2 separate regions of the Sus scrofa genome follow, and region 1 is linked to region 2. A link is a contact called in public Hi-C data. All regions are on one chromosome and are shown on one strand. The core of a region is the stretch at or near the end of the contact, and the rest is flanking DNA. Distances in the headings are between cores, read along the strand shown.

Region 1 (2,700 bases), core at 183-2,682, 250 kb before region 2:
CCTGGAACTCTGACCTGCCTGTATATGGGAGGGTCAACACTGTGGATGGCCAGGGTTTCATGGCCCAGTGGTCTTACATGCCCACCAGGACCACCTGAGGGGCTTAAAACAATGCAGGTGCCTATATCCCATCTCAGAATCTACTGACTCAGATTGTCTAGGAGTGTGATATGAATACCATAGGTTATTACGAACTGAAATCTGTCCAGTAAACTAATTGGTATGGAACGCAGTATTGGCGGGCCTTGTTTATTGTAAGCTGTATTGATATATGTTGGCGAAGACAATATGACTTGAAATGGTGGTCATTGGTAGAGTCAGCTGCCTGAGAGTTACTGGGCTCCCATTGTTTCTACATCTTTGCTGCTGCAATTAATTTTGTGTTTTCTTGATAACTCTTGATTTCACTTTGTAGTTTTTACCTCTAGATGGCAGCAAAGGCTGGTTATATTAGGACAACTGTTATTCCAAAATCTTTAAAAAAAAAAAAAAAAGATGCTGTCTTTTTTTCTTGTATGAATTTTATACTTGGACGTGTTTCAGTAAATGAGGTATAGTGCTTTAAAATGTGTCATCTCTTGGAACATTTTTATAGAACATTATGTCAAATAGATTCAAGAAAGTTTTATCCAAATTTGGAGTGCATGGTGCAAGAGGAATCCATGCATATGGCTCTTTTAAGACCACACAGTGAATGTTCTACTAAGAGTTGGAGGCTCCTGGGTTTCATCAGAAAGCAGATGTCTTAGAAGATATTTAGCAAGTTGGAAAGCTCATTCATAGAAGAAAAGAATTTTTTTTTTTTTTTAATGTTTAAAACTCAGTTCAAAATGGAGATTGGGATTTGGAATGGATTGCAGGTCTGAAAAATGCTGAGTTCAGTGAGGCACAGGCCTTAGTTTTATTTAGGGAACAGTAGAAAGAAAAGGAGTAGTTATTAAATTTTTAAAATGTTAGCTTGTTTTGTCCATAGGTTCTTAAAATAAACTGAGCAATCTTTAAGACTCCCTGGTTCCAGGAAGTCATTAGACGGCAGTGAGCTTTAGTGCCCTCCCCTCAAAAAAAAAATTACCAAAAAGTAACAATTTTTTATTCAAAATCTTAATTCTGTAACTCAGTTTCTACTTGATCCTTATGCTCCTTCCCATTATCATGGAGGGCCAACATCCAAAAAAAAATCAGCATTTTTGGGGAAGCTATCAGATCCTAGTTAGACAGCTGGAGTCAGGATGTTTCCTTTTCTCTAAATGAAATTAATTTTGTAAGTGCTTTGAACTTTTTGGATATGTATTGGCAACATAATGTGTAACAAGGCTGTATTCACTCAGGAGTGTTCCTAACTCCAGAGACTGCCAGGCCCCTCATTACACCTTTAGCTCTAGAGGTTGAAAGGCTCAAGACTCTCAAAGACCTTGGGTCGTTTTCACTTGTGATCATTGGAGTGGTACAGGGCTGCCTTACTCCCTCAGGAACCCAGCTGTGGAATGCTTGGTCAAGGCCATGTGTTATCAGAATGACAGTGTTTTGTATTTTTGTTTTTATCTTTGTTTAATGGGAAAGTACATAAGTAATGATGATGGATATGATGATGAAAAGGAGGAAATACTAAACTGAAATGAAAATATCTTTGAAATATTGTTGCCTTCTTTTGTGTATTGTTTGGTAAATCACTGGTAACTTATTTTTTTAAAAAAGAAACTAACAGATAATGAATCTGGCAAATAGCCCAGAGTTTCATATGCTGCTTCAGCTTTTTTCTCTTCGTTTTCTCAGAACTTCCTCATTATACGATAAAATTTTATCACTAAAGATTTTATAGTTTTATATGACAAGGGATCCTTCAAAAGGAAACTGTAGTTTGATTAGCTACAGTAGTAGTTAGTGTAGTTCCAGCTAACCTCTTGTGAGAGGATATTTGGTTTTAAAGAGAACTGCCAAAGTGCTATGGTTTATATTTAAGAGTTGCCAGTTTCTTATGTGAAGAAAGGTTAGAGGAAATTGATGGTTTTATTTTATAATGTAACCTGTTTTTTTCATTGGTTTTTGTTTGTTTGTTTTTTCTTTTTAGGGCTGTATATGGATGTTCCCAGGCTAGGGGTCGAATCAGAGCTGCAGCTGCCGGCCTATGCCACAGCCACAGCAACTCAGGATTTGAGTCGCATCTGCGGCCTGCGCCACAGCTCATGACAACACCAGACTCTTAACCCACTCAGGGAAGCCAGGGATTGAACCCAAGTCGTCATGAATACTAGTCGGGTTCGTTACCACTGAGTCACAATGGGAACTCCTAATGTAACATGGTTTGTGGTTGTAACTAGTCACCTCTCAATCTCTTTGTAGTAATTACACCATGGGCAATGAGGGCAATCCAAGAATAAGCTTTGAAATACAGTTTTCAATAATCCTTCCTAATCTCAGTGCTTCTATTTTGGAACATCACATGTAGAAATAGAATGTTAAAATATACTAACCTTGTTGTCTTATTTATCCCCTTCCCATTTATTCATGAGATTTTTCACCTCAGCTTTTTTTCTTCTTCTTTTGTTTTGGTACCCACTCCCCTTCTTTCTCATTCTTTCATTTGTACCCATGTGAATTTTAAAAAGTTATTCATCAGGCTTGTATCTTACAGCAGCCTAGGGTTAGTTGCTAGAGCCGAATAGACCTGGGTCGGTCTCCATTCCAGTTCTGGCACCAGCT
Region 2 (2,700 bases), core at 168-2,667:
CAAACTCTAACCTCGAATTCTCATAGGATATTTGGTATAATGATTTACAAAACAGAAAAAAGAAAGAAAATTCAAGACTTATTTGATCTTGAAATTTTCCAAAAGTCTCTCTTCTCTTTCAATTACAAACTCATTTAACAACAAAACCTGATCTGAACTATCACAAGTTTAGCGTCTTTGATCATTGGCAGTGAATATTCATGTATCTTACTACAGGAATATTGTTTGATTAGTGGGTCCTGCCCAGGAACCCGCTGGAAGTTATATATATAATACGTAATATATGTACCATTTAACTTCTAAAATTGAAAAATACTGAAGTACTTTTGGCCTAGGAGTTTCTTCTTTAGCAGGAGAGAAATTGACATATCTGTTCAAGGCTAAATGAACAGTGCTTAGTATATGGGTTAATTCCTTTTTAACATTCCAGGAATGGAACTTAGTGCTTTAAGTGACAGTGACTGTTTCTTCAGCCACACTTTTTCTTTAGCTGTTTACTATGTTGAGGACAAATATTAAATGTTCTCCTGAAGAGAGCTAATTATGAGAATAGAATTAACTATATTTGGAAGGGACACTGAAAATGGTCTCTTAAAGATAATGAAAAAAACCATCCAGATTTTAAAGTCATGATTTAGAAGACCTGGCTTTTAAGATGGACACATAGCTAGTCAGCAAGCAAAGCCCATATTTTATATTCTTGGTATTAATGCTCCTACTGCCTTTTTGCACATTTCAAAGGAAACACTCAACACTGACTATGGGTGGCTAGGACTGCAGCAAAGGTGAGCAGAGATGTCCCCTTCTTTGTGAACTTGCCACTATAAGGGGCACTTTTTCTCAGTGTTTTGATTACTATGGAAAGAGTAAATACTTTTTTCTTTGACTTCATAGGTTATTTATCAATCCAAAAAAACAAGGTTCATTTCTTTCTGCCCTCACCCAGCAGGTGGTGCTGTGAAATAGAGGGATATGAGAGTGCAGGGAGCTGCCTTTCCGCTCTACAAACCCAGTTATAACCTTAGCAAGTACCCACATGATTTTGGCACTTAATAATATATCAATTGAAATACTCAAAAGTCTCCTAAAGGTTCAGTGCCTCAAACAAGTTTTGTTTAATTTAATTTCCAGTGTTCTGTAAAGCTCCTGCTTCCTTTAAGATCAGCCATGTGAAGTACTCACACAGTGTGGCTCTAGCCTTAGCAGAGTCACAGAGGTCCTTTAAAAAGTTGCGATTCTGTTTCTGCACCTGGGTGTTAGAATGGATCCTTTCTTCCTATTGTGGGGAAGGCCATACTCTCCTTTTCCAGGTGTAGGCCTTATTATCCCTCCTGCTTGGGACAGGACCCATTACTTACTTAATCAATTAGCTAATCAGTGTTAACAACCTTGACTGAGCCAGCCATTAGCTGCCTGCTCAGCTGCTCTACTCTAGGTAAGCAAGTGGTTAAGAGAAAGGGAGGAAATAGCCTGTTGTATCTCTCAGACCTCTATTTTTGCAGAGACGCTTTTCTCCTCTGATGGTGATATTTTGGAGTTCCAGTATAGCAGCCAATTGAATCAGTGTTGCAGTCTAAAGACCAGTGGTCCCTTCAGGCTACAGTCTCCTGGGGCACCAGACAGTTTATGCTCATAAGAACTTTCACTTCTTTTTCACAGACATTAATAGTTTCCTGGCACTGCCTTTCAGGAAATGTCGTCATGGTCTGGAGGAACCAATAAAAATACAAGTAACCTGTTTTGACAGATCTCTTTTCTGCCAGAAATTTCAGAATTGGTGTGGGGGGTGGGAGGGAGAGTGGCAAGCCAGTCTATTTGCGGGTGCATAAGGAGAAATTGTATATTTGCTATAAGACTCAGTGGTGATGTCTACCCTGGACATGAGCTGTAGAGGGCTCTCAAGCTATAAACAAATTCCAGATCATTTTGGCAACCTTAAAAAAAAAAAAAAAAAAATCTGGTGTGATAGGGCAGTTCAAATCTCTGGTACACTAGGAGATTTTTCTCATTTTTTTCCTTCTCATTTCAAACACAATTCTAAACTCTTGATCCTCAAAAAAGAAAACTCACACATTAAAAATTAGCAGCATTTGATTATGGATGCACACATGGCATTGCCATAATAATGTATCCATAAAAAAGACAATGGCTTTAGGTAATTATTACCAAATAGCTAAATAAATGCTCTGTGCTCATCCCTTTTATGGCCAGAGCATGGATCTGAATCTCATTAATGTGAGAGTCATTGAATGTTGCTCTAGGACATTGATTGAAATTAGTTTTTGGCTGGGCTAGGGATGGGGAGAGGGGGAGAATCATTGCTTCTCCTCTGAGAGTTTTTGAAGGAAGTTGATCACCATGATACTAAGAGAAGGTGAGAAGAGTAAAGCTGATAATAGTCATTAGAAATGATTGTCTGGCAGTACCCATTGTGGCTCAGCAGTAACGAGCCTAACTAGTATCTGTGACGATGCAGGTTCAATCCCTGACCTTGCTCAGTGGGTTAAGGATCGGGCATTGCTGTGAGCTGCGGTGTAGGTCGCAGACGCTGTGGCTGGGATCTGGTGTTGCTGTGGCTGTGGTGTAGGCCAGCAGCTGTGGCTCCAATTTGACCCCTAGCCTGGGAACTTCCATATGCTGTAGGTGCAGCCCTAAAAAGCAAAAAAAAAAAAAAAAAAAAAAATCACACTAGTGCTGATT

The links. A called contact is a pair of places that touch in the nucleus more often than the background predicts.
Region 1: a contact with region 2 is called in a Hi-C map of retroperitoneal adipose tissue, with 2.3 times the contacts expected there. The contact joins two enhancer-like sites. A contact is called at or near these places in 1 of 5 promoter capture datasets (liver), 6 of 47 Hi-C or Micro-C datasets (embryonic fibroblasts, epiblast stem cells, heart right ventricle and 3 more) and 1 of 2 datasets of contacts at active chromatin or transcription factors (skeletal muscle).

Annotation. Positions count from the first base shown.
Region 1 is chr13:159,177,818-159,180,517 of Sscrofa11.1, reverse strand. The region is part of intron 1 of CMSS1 (protein CMSS1); the gene reads left to right. The region is part of intron 5 of FILIP1L (filamin A-interacting protein 1-like); the gene reads right to left. Among named protein-coding and RNA genes, the nearest start is that of CMSS1, 13 kb to the left of the region's middle. Within about 2 kb of position 1,432, at least 17 of the 83 cell types and tissues checked have an H3K27ac peak or open chromatin away from gene starts, as enhancers often do. A contact at or near this core is called in retroperitoneal adipose tissue, where this site is marked.
Region 2 is chr13:158,930,253-158,932,952 of Sscrofa11.1, reverse strand. The region is part of intron 1 of CMSS1 (protein CMSS1); the gene reads left to right. The region is part of intron 1 of FILIP1L (filamin A-interacting protein 1-like); the gene reads right to left. Among named protein-coding and RNA genes, the nearest start is that of FILIP1L, 42 kb to the right of the region's middle. Within about 2 kb of position 1,417, at least 21 of the 83 cell types and tissues checked have an H3K27ac peak or open chromatin away from gene starts, as enhancers often do. A contact at or near this core is called in retroperitoneal adipose tissue, where this site is marked.